Regions from separate parts of the Sus scrofa genome. Here regions 1 and 3 are each linked to region 2. Evidence: chromatin contacts called from public Hi-C data. All regions are on one chromosome and are shown on one strand. The core of a region is the stretch at or near the end of the contact, and the rest is flanking DNA. Distances in the headings are between cores, read along the strand shown. Region 1 has its middle 80 kb from the start of IDO2. Region 2 holds the start of C17H8orf4 (protein C8orf4 homolog). Region 3 has its middle 69 kb from the start of C17H8orf4.

Region 1 (3,434 bases), core at 763-3,262, 85 kb after region 2:
TCCAGGGCGACCTGATACTCTGAGCAGACATCAGTCTCAGTTGTGCCCACAGGTAGAGCATCTGTGCGCTTTCAGGACAGGTGAGAAACGCAAAGAAAACCAGGAACTGGATGAGTCAGAATGAGGATCGATGGTGGTGGGCTTGAATGGGCTGGGGTCTCTGGAAGATCGGGGGCAGGTGAGACTCTAAACCTTACTTATGAAGTAAAAGCAGAGCCAGGGCAGGGTCAGCAATAGAAACTTGCTTAACCCGCCAGAGAAGGATCTAAAACCTTCTCCCTCTGAGAGTCTATGGGTGTGAAATTCTGCTGGGAGCACTGAGGTCACTTCTAGCAGAGCTAAAGAAGGAAGCCAGGTACAGATTCCAGGATGGGTACATAGGAAGGACGAATAGTTTTAGACAGTGGTTCATTGTATTCAGGTGCTTTTTTTTTTTTTTAATTTAATTTATTGGCATAGGTAACTGGAAAGTCCAAGGGCAGAGCTGGCTTCAGTTATGGTGGCTTGCAAAGTGTTTTCTCAGCACGCTCTTTCTCTCCTCCTCCCTCTGTCCTGTCCCTCTCCTTCTTGATTCTTGATTCCCTTCCCTATTTTTTGTTGGTTTTGTGCTCAGACTGTCTCTTTCCACGGTTGACCTCAGACTGACTTTCTCAGCAATGTCTCTCTGCACCCAGATATCCACCTTTTTCAAAAGGGGACTTGACTGGAGTGTGTGTCACCGCCTCGCCCCGTCGTCTGGGTAACAAGGACTCTGTTCAAAAGTGAACATGTCGCCTGCCCACATCTGTGGGCAGGAGAATTGGAACTGGCCCCATATGGGACGTGGAAAAAAGTCACTGTCACCTTGATCCTAAAGTACTCATCAGAGGGACCGTTCCTCTTATAGGTTAGCTAGAGGCAGGCATGAGGGGAATGAGAACTTGGGCATCAGAGCACTGGAATGCTTGAGGGGTGGCATAAAAGGAAACAGATGGGAGAGGGACACTGCAGACAAAAAAAAAAAAAAAGCAGCGTTTTGTCAGAAAAGAAGTGTGTGAGAGGAGGCCATTTATGATATTGACATACAGATGCCACATTCAGACAGCGACACAGAAGGTCGCTGGAAACAGGAGGTCTGAGTTTCCCTGTGTTCACACTGGGCTGTCGCTGCACTTAACAGTTGCCCCTGGGGAGTGCGTACGTGGAGTAAGATGTCTTCTCTCTCAGGAAGAAACAGAAAGCAGATGTGCTAGGCCAACCTGGACTCCTCCTCAGTACTTAAGTCAAGAAACTGAAAATCTGAACCCTGGGATAGCTCTTAGCTACGCTTAAAACGGTGAGTGAAATAGCATAGAACGGGCCAAGAATGAAGCTCATAGAGTAAGTCCCCGCCACGCAGTTTAGTTTTATTTGCTGAAGAATCCTGATTCGCATGAGACATTTTTCCAGTGCTGCGTTTTCTCACTAAATTTGGAAGGAATATTTTAATCTACAAATTTTAGCATCACTTAAGAAACACACCAAATCAGTTGCAAGTCCCAGCACTGGTATCATGGTTAATCAGCAGTTGATCTGGAATTTTGCCATTTTGAGAAAATCATCCGTCTCTTTTCCTGTGTCTTTTGGCCCAAGCTGTCTTCGATTTTCTTTTTTTTTTTTTTTTTTTTTTTACTGTGTCCTTCCTTTAACAATAGTCTTGCTTTTTTCTTTTTTCCCCGAAACTCGACTTTGTGTTCTATTTCTGCTGAAACTGAACAGGGCAAGAGAATGATCAAAAAGAAATATTTCCCTTTATAACAAAGGCAAGCACTTTTAGGCAAGTTTTTGGAGAGGGATGGGCAGGCAAGCCCTCACAACAGCCTTGGGCATTTTCTGCCTCATTTTCAGATGATTATAAAGACGTTACATTTTCCTCTTCAGAAAGCAAAACTCTCTTTCACTAAATGCAAGGTGAAGTTAGAGGCGCCTGAAGCCTTTGCTAAGAAGGAAAAAGGAAAACACCTCCTACCAGTGGGTCTCTACCTTTAGCTTAGAATGCCACCGCCTGGGAACTCGCTGCAAAAGCACACATTCCGGATGAAGCCCCAACCTACAGGGCAGAAGAGCTGGGAGTGCTCACAGCAACCCCTGTTCTTAGCAAATTCCAGACAATCCTGATGGAAGGCTGAAGCGAGAGAGAGAGAGAGAAAGAGAGAGAGAGAGAGAGCAGAAAACTTAAGGGGAAGGCAACCCCTTAGAAGAATGTGCTCCTGACTGTGAGAACAGGTGGAATTGCCCACCCGTCCCGGAGCAGCTATAGCCAGGCCAGACTTTTTCCTTATCAGGGTCACTGGGTGCAGGCTGAGTGGCTTGAGGTGAGGTTTTCGATGTCTGTGATTTCACACCTTGCTCCTCTCAAACACCTCCTCTGCTCCCTGATGTCACCTCTCCTTCCCTTGACATTGGACTAGTAATGGTCGGTCACTCTACTCCAGGCTTTCATCGTATTATACTTCAAATTCCTTAGGGAGCTTACTACTTTCACCCTCTACAATGGAGTGAGTTTGGATTCCTTTCTGAGGAAAAGTTTTGAGAAACATGAAGGGCATGGAGGAAATGTAATATGTCACCAGCTTCAACCTGCATCCATACCTTTCTTGCTTTTTTAACAGAACTCTTTTTTTTTTCTAGGCGTATGACTATTCTGCCTCCACTGTAGCTAGGAAGGCTATGAAATTAAGATGTAATCAATAGAAAGTAAAAGAAATTCCAAGAAGTCCTCTTTATAAAAAAAAAAAAGGAAATTTTCTATATTTCTCTTTTGCTTCCCATGACCTGGAAGACAGATATAAAGGCTGGAGCTCCAGCAGCCATTTTAAGCCCTGAGGTAGAAGAAACTTCCTGAGATGTCAAATCAGAGAGAGAAAGCAATCGGAGTCATTAATGACTAAATGGAATCACCATTCCATTCCTGGATTTTTCAAAATATGAGAGAGAAACAAACATCTATCCTTGGGAGTTGGGCAATTATATAAAATACAACACTGTCCCAATAGAAAGGATATTATCAAGATAGTCTAGTCAACAGATTAGACAGGCGAAAGCTAAACTTTCCCTACTCTATTATTATATTTTTTGGCTGCACCTTTGGCATGTGGAAGTTCCCCAGCCAAGGATCGAACCTGTGTCACAGCAGCAACACAAGCTGCTGCAGTGACAATGTTGGCTCCTTAAACCCACTGTGCCACAAGGGAAATCCCAGACTTTCCCTACATCACAGCTTAGCCAGTCCCGTCAAGCAGTAGGATATTTCATCCCATCTCCCAGAAAATCAACCCACTGCTCCCCCTTTCCAACATGCTATGAGCCTTTAGCTCTACTAAATACCAGTTCTAATTTTTTTCATAATCTCTTGTATCCCCACTTCCCTCAGAGAGCGTCGTAAGGTCTCACAACACTGACACGATTTTCGTTCT
Region 2 (3,184 bases), core at 341-2,840:
CAATCATCACACACCAAGAACAGCTACGTTTATAATAATTTATTAAGGTTGCATATCATTTGTCATGTATAATAAATTATAGAAACCGTAGCATATTTATAAACTATTAAGTGTATCATATTCACTTCCTAATGCTTACTGCAGTAGCTAAGAGAAATTTAGGTTATATTTTAGCATTAGTTAGAAGATTTAAAAAAAAACTGTAAAGTTCATTCACAGTATTTTGGATTTATGAAGGACCCCATCATTTAACTTGTGCAACCGATGTGAAATGCATAAAAAACCCTTAATAACCAGAAGGTGGCGTACGGTTTCACGGAGCTGCTGAAAACACCACAGTTCCTTAAATTTGTACCTCCACCCCTGCGGTGCACTTTTAAGGCATTGTAATAAATGCAAATAAATGATCAATCACTGATCTCTTAAAAAAACGACCCATAGACAACACTGAAGCTTGGCAATATTTTGAACATTCAAATAAAAAAGTCGGTAAGCCATTGCCATGTGAAAGTCTCTCTCCTGTGCGTTCTCTCCCATCTCCCTCCCACCACCCAGTTTGCTTAAAGGAAAAAAAAAAAAAAAAAAAAAAAGTTCCGGTTGAGTTTAAGTCCTAGGGTCTGACTCTAAGACCCTGGCTGCAATTCTTCTCCAGCCTTCTGTTATATTGAATTCTCATTACAATTACATCTGTCCAGACTTTTCTCCCAACGTGAGCATCAGTCCTTTCCCCGGGGGAGAATTTTCCAGTGCCGGCTGCAAGCATTTCTGTCTCCGCTGTCACAGCGGCTATCACAGCACAGACGTGAAGTTGATCGGAGTCTTTGTAACCAGTTCATCTGCTCCTTTCCTGCCTCAGAGTCCTCAGGTCCTGGTGCAAGAGAAACTTGCAAGGCAGCAACCGCGAGATGCTGTGTGTGTATTAGGGTCTCGCGGACTCAGGTGCTCTTTAAACGTCCGTTCTTGGATAAGGTCCTTATCCATCTCCTGGTCCTCAGTGAACTTTGATGGAATATTTCTCCAGTTTCAGAAACTGGAAGAGCTTGTCTTTCGTCCTCTTCTTCAGGGCCATCAGGGCTCGCGTTTTCTCCTCCAGATCCTGATCGATGGCGAAAATGATCTTCGCTCTCTCCTCTGCTTTCTTGTCCCCCGAGTTTTTGAAGAGCCTCTGGAGCGCTTCTTGGTCTATGTTTTCAAAGATGTTGCCCACGGCTTTCTTGCGGGAGGCCGTGTCGAAGTGGTAGCCGCGGATGGACGGGCTCACGCGCAGCGAGGTGGACATGCTGACGGCTGGGTGGCTTGGCTTTGCTTTCATCGATGATGTGGGAATCTTCGGGAATTCTGCTCCAAGGCTCTCCAGAGAGTCTGTAGCGAAATCGGTCCCGGGTCGGCTATTTAAAGGGTGAACAAAGCTCAGGGCTCAGATTACAGTGGTGACATCAGAGTGATCTGGAGGCTGAGTGATCAGAGACCGGTTTAACAGTTGAGTTGCCAAAATCTCCATCCCCTGCAAAGGGTTCCTAACAGCTGTGCTCAGGGATGGGGTTGAACGGGGGTGGGAGTAGGGGTGGGGGGGATTTCTTTCTCCCTAGTCGGTGGCAAGAGCATTAAACAGACTTGGGCCCTTCTATAGGGGAAAAAAAAAAAAAAAAAAAAAAAAAGCTGAAACCAGGACAACCACCGCCAAGATAAGAGACAAACAGTGTGGCTAACACCCTCAAAATCTTTCCAAACAGGACCCAAACAAAAAGTTCTGCTAGCAGCCTTAATTTCTAGAGAAGTTGCTAGAGGACAGTTCAAACATTTGGCAGCCCACACCGTCCCCTTTAGACATTGCTCCACAGGGCGATTCCCGGGCTATGAAGAGAAGCTTAACAATCCAGGACACCGATTCCAAATGGGAGTCTGTTCAAAACACAGACAGGACACAGCCTGAGTCCATGACAGTTCAGAGCCAGCTGCAGACAAGAGCTAATCTGTAATAACTGAATTAAATTGGAATTTCATAAAAGTAATAGTCATGACAGCCAACATCTCCTTAGGTTTAAGTACACATCAACAACAGTATCAAAAAAAAAAAAAATTAGGGAGGACAACTTCAAAGGCGCTTTATGTACCTAGCACCCAAAGGAATGAGTTGACATATTCCTTTAATGTTTATTTTGGCAGCACCCAGACATAGTCAGAGCAATACCTTCTTTGGAAGAATTTAAATGGGTTCTTCCCAACAGGAAACTCAACTCAATATTCTGTGATAACCTATATGGGGAAAGAATCTGAAAAAGAGTGGATGTGTGTATATGTATGACAGAAGCCCTTTGCTGCACAGCAGAAATTAATACAGCCTTGTAAAGCAACTACACTCCAACAAAATGTTGGATAAAAAATAAAAATAAAAATAAATAAATCACTTCTTTCCACATTCACGATATTCAGCCAGTCACTGTCCTCACTCATGAATGGAACATTACATGTTAAGTGTCAGTATCCCAGTACCCAGTGATTTCTCTTTGGGGACCTGCTGCTGGGTCCTAGGATGCTCAGAGACAGGGCCGGCCTTTGTTTTCCTCTCATCTAGTTATCTAGAAAAATCTGAAAAAATGTGGTGAAAGTACCTCACTTGAAAACCAAGTTTGAGACTCTTCTCATACCTTCATTCGTTCACTCATGTATTCATTGGACTCATTTTTCCATCAGTATTTAGTAAAGGGCAATTTTTATTTTTTGTCTTTTTGCCATCTCTTGGGCCACTCCTGTGGCATATGGAGGTTCCCAGGCTAGGGGTCTAATCAGAGCTGTAGCCACCGGCCTACGCCAGAGCCACAGCAACGCGGGATCCAAGCTGAATCTGTGACCTACACCACAGCTCTTGGCAATGCCGGATCCTTAACCCACTGAGCAAGGGCAGGGATCGAACCTGCAACCTCATGGTTCCTAGTCGGATTTGTTAACCACTGAGCCACGATGGGAACTCCTAAAGGTCAATTTTTAGCCGGAGTATTTCTAGGTAGTGGAAATGCAACAGGAAACCACACTAAACCAAAGAAAGGAAACAAAACATCCTGATCTTACCTTAATGGAATTTACATTCTGCTGGGGAATAGGCAATAGGAATACTTCCATTTAGAGTAGAAATGACTTCAGTAAGTAATACATGAAGCAGGTTTTACGGAACAGGCGGAAGAGT
Region 3 (3,193 bases), core at 46-2,545, 68 kb after region 2:
CAAAAAGCTAGCAAGCAAAAAAAAAAAAAAAAAGATACAAATAAACTTATTTGCAAAACAGAAACTGACTCACAGACTTCCAAACAAATTTAGGGTTACCAAAGCAGAAGGGTGGATGGGGAGGATTGACTGGGAGTTTGGGACTGGTAAATGCACACTTTTGTATATGGAATGGATGATCAACAGAGACCTGCTGTATAGCCCAGGGAAATCTACTCAGTGGACTCGGATAACCTGTATGGGGATGGATATATGTATGTATATTACCAAATCACTCTGCTGGCGGCAGAAATTAATGCAACACTGAAAATCAACTGTACTTCGATAGAAGTAAATTTTAAAAGAATACGATATTTTTATTTATTTATTTATTTTTTGTCTTTTTGTCTTTTAGGGCCATACCCACGTCATATGGAGGTTCCCAGGCTAGGGGTCCAATTGGAACTGTAGCCGCCATCCTATGCCACAGCCACAGCAACTCGGGATCCGAGCCGTGTCTGTGACCTACACCACAGCTCATGGCAACACCAGATCCTTAACCCACTGAGCAAGGCAGGGATCGAACCCGCCTCCTCACGGATGCTAGTCAGGTTTGCCAACTGCTGAGCCACGACGGGAGCTCCAAGACTATGATATTTAACATATATATAAAAGCATCATGAGTTTTGTTCATGGGATAAAACATTGCCTATTTTTTATTAATATCTTATCTACTGATAGCAATCACGTGGCAACAGGCTTAGATGAAACCAGAGGCAACGTATTGAATGGAGTTTTTGCACCAAAGATTCTGAAAGTTACAGACTCAGTTAACAAGATGATTTGTTTTTTTTCCCCTTGAATTTTCCTTTCAAAAGACTCATCGGCTTGGGTAAAGGAACTGTCTCTTTGAGTCGTCAGTTGACCCTTGACCCTCCCAGCTGTTTCCGGGGAAGAAGAGGAACTAAGAAAAGCCTTTTCGTCCCTAAGGAGGGTGGTGTTTCTGATTGCCCTTTTCATCATCAGTCTGGGAGGATAAGGAAGAGAGAGCGTTCAGAGGACCGCAGAGAAGAAAGGAGAAGGGAGCCCAAAGGACTCCTGGGAACTGCTGGAGGATGGCATCAGGGAACATTCCAGACATTCCACACTCCCTCCTGAGGAGATGGGGGCCTCTAAATACACCCCCCACCCCGCCCCAGGCGTGGGATTTAGGAATTGCTGCAAACCTCTGCCAACTGTGTGTCTCCCATTCTTCTTCTCTCGGAAAAGCAGGGCTTAACAGCTTTGCTTTTCGCCTCCTTGTGGTGGGAGGGGTCCGTGAGGTTTGCTTTCCGACTCCCAAGTCTCAGCACCAAGAGGTCCCAGATTTGGACCAGAGGTGGAGACAACTGCACAGTCTCCCTGGTGAAGAGGTGATGCCACAGCATCATCCCGAGATGCTGGACCTTGCGCTCCATGCCAGGTCGGGCCTTCAACTTGTTTCCTGATTGGAAGGGATGTGGGTAGTGGCGTGGGGAAAGGCAAGGGACAGAACGTTTGGTGATCAGAAGAGACGACTGCTATTTGTCCCGCAGGCTGCTCAGAAATAATCAATTCCTCCTCCTCCTTCCAGGCATATAGTAGGAATGAATTTGATACATTGTTCCCACTCTTGTAGTTAAAGGTGACCCCGTGCCCGGTGCTGACCTATGGGATATAAAGCTGGAGTCCATGTCCCTCCACGAGTAAACCTTTAGGGTGGTTGTGTTGATCACTAAATACAGCTCTCTACCCAGGCACTGCCTGGGTGCCAACAGCCAGTATCCTGGAGCGATGAATGGGGTGCAGTAAAACACAGGATGGCCCAGAGTTCCCACTGTGGCACTGTGGGTTAAGGATCCAGAATTGCCACAGCTATGGCATAGGTTGCAGCTGCAGCTTGGATTCAATCCCTGGCCCTGGAATCTCCATATGCTGCATGTGTGGCCAAAAAAAAAAAAAAAAAAAAAAAAAAAAAACCAAAATGGCTCTTGGCCTATAGGAAGAAGTATTAAACCTTACTGCAGGAAGCCACTGAGATTTCAATTTTTTTTTTTATTAATGCAGTATATCCTAGCCTATGCTGCCTAGTTCAGTGATGATAACTTTTCTTTCTTTTTTTTTTTTTTTTTTTTTTTTTTTTGTCTTTTTAGGGCCACACCATGACTTATGGAAGTTCCCAGGCTAGGGGTTGAATCAGAGCTGCAGCTGCTGGCCTACACCACAGTCACAGCAACACTGATCCAAGCTGTATCTGTGACCTACACCACAGCTCATGGCAATGTTAGATCCTTAGCCCACTGAGAAAGGCCAGGGATCGAACTTGCATCCTATGGATACTAGTTGGGTTTGTTACCGCTGAGCCATGACGGGAATTCCATATCTTTCAAATAAAATGCAGTTAAATATTACCGATATAGTTACTTTTTTGTAAGGGAAGATCAGAGCCATGTGTCGGAGTGGGTTAGAAGAACTACTTCTGTGAGAGGTTTGTCTGCGGAGGGAACTGGCGATACAGGATTTAGCCCAAGCTGCTTGGTGAAATTTTCACGGTCATCCAAAAACAACTCATTGAGTCCTCAGGTCATGTGTGATGGGGACTTCCTATAACCCACGGGGCTGGGAAGAGGGGAAAGCAAAATACTAAGTCTCAAAATAACAAGGGTTAACTTCTTGGACTTTTTCTGACTTAATAATGCTTCTTGGTGGTTAAAAATTAGAACAAAGAAAAGTGGATATTCTCTCTTTTCTCATTATCAGCAAAAACTTCTGGGAGACAGGAGTGAGCAAGGCTTGTTGATCTTTCCATTTCTCTGCCAGGCATGCCAATAAATGATTAAATGGAAAATTTAAATAAATAAATGGAAGGGATAATTGAATGAAATCTAGGTAACAGGTTTGGGCTAAAGACATAGCATTTGGGGGTATGTATATATAGCTTTTTTTTTTTTTTTTGATAGCCAAGTAAAAGACATATAGTAATACTTCATTTTCCACACACATACACATTTAGTTTTTTCGAAGGCTGTTGATTCCATCGATTAAATATCCCTCATCTACCTAACTTCAAATCTTCTCCACCTCCAGTGGCTTAATTTGGAAACTCGTTGTCTCTTGCTTAGACTGTGTCCATCGCTTGCTAATTGGACTTTCCTAACTGCTAATCTTTAACCCGAAATCCACCTCTCACAACCCT

The links. Hi-C and Micro-C count contacts between places; a contact is called where the count stands out from the background.
Region 1: a contact with region 2 is called in a Hi-C map of subcutaneous adipose tissue, with 3 times the contacts expected there. The contact joins the enhancer-like site here to the promoter of C17H8orf4 in region 2. A contact is called at or near these places in 3 of 5 promoter capture datasets (fetal skeletal muscle, liver and skeletal muscle), 18 of 47 Hi-C or Micro-C datasets (alveolar macrophages, brain, embryonic fibroblasts and 11 more) and 1 of 2 datasets of contacts at active chromatin or transcription factors (skeletal muscle).
Region 3: a Hi-C map of subcutaneous adipose tissue shows a contact between it and region 2, with 1.7 times the contacts expected there. The contact joins the enhancer-like site here to the promoter of C17H8orf4 in region 2. A contact is called at or near these places in 2 of 5 promoter capture datasets (fetal skeletal muscle and liver) and 3 of 47 Hi-C or Micro-C datasets (epiblast stem cells, omental adipose tissue and subcutaneous adipose tissue).

Annotation. Positions count from the first base shown.
Region 1 is chr17:9,355,164-9,358,597 of Sscrofa11.1, reverse strand. No RefSeq gene overlaps it. Among named protein-coding and RNA genes, the nearest start is that of IDO2, 80 kb to the right of the region's middle. Within about 2 kb of position 2,012, at least 7 of the 83 cell types and tissues checked have an H3K27ac peak or open chromatin away from gene starts, as enhancers often do. A contact at or near this core is called in subcutaneous adipose tissue, where this site is marked.
Region 2 is chr17:9,439,894-9,443,077 of Sscrofa11.1, reverse strand. C17H8orf4 (protein C8orf4 homolog) reads right to left here and starts at 1,590. Exons shown (of 1, transcript XM_003360552.4): 1 at 25-1,590. The coding sequence starts at 1,312. The coding sequence ends at 992.
Region 3 is chr17:9,371,118-9,374,310 of Sscrofa11.1, reverse strand. No RefSeq gene overlaps it. Among named protein-coding and RNA genes, the nearest start is that of C17H8orf4, 69 kb to the left of the region's middle. Within about 2 kb of position 1,295, at least 7 of the 83 cell types and tissues checked have an H3K27ac peak or open chromatin away from gene starts, as enhancers often do. A contact at or near this core is called in omental adipose tissue and subcutaneous adipose tissue, where this site is marked.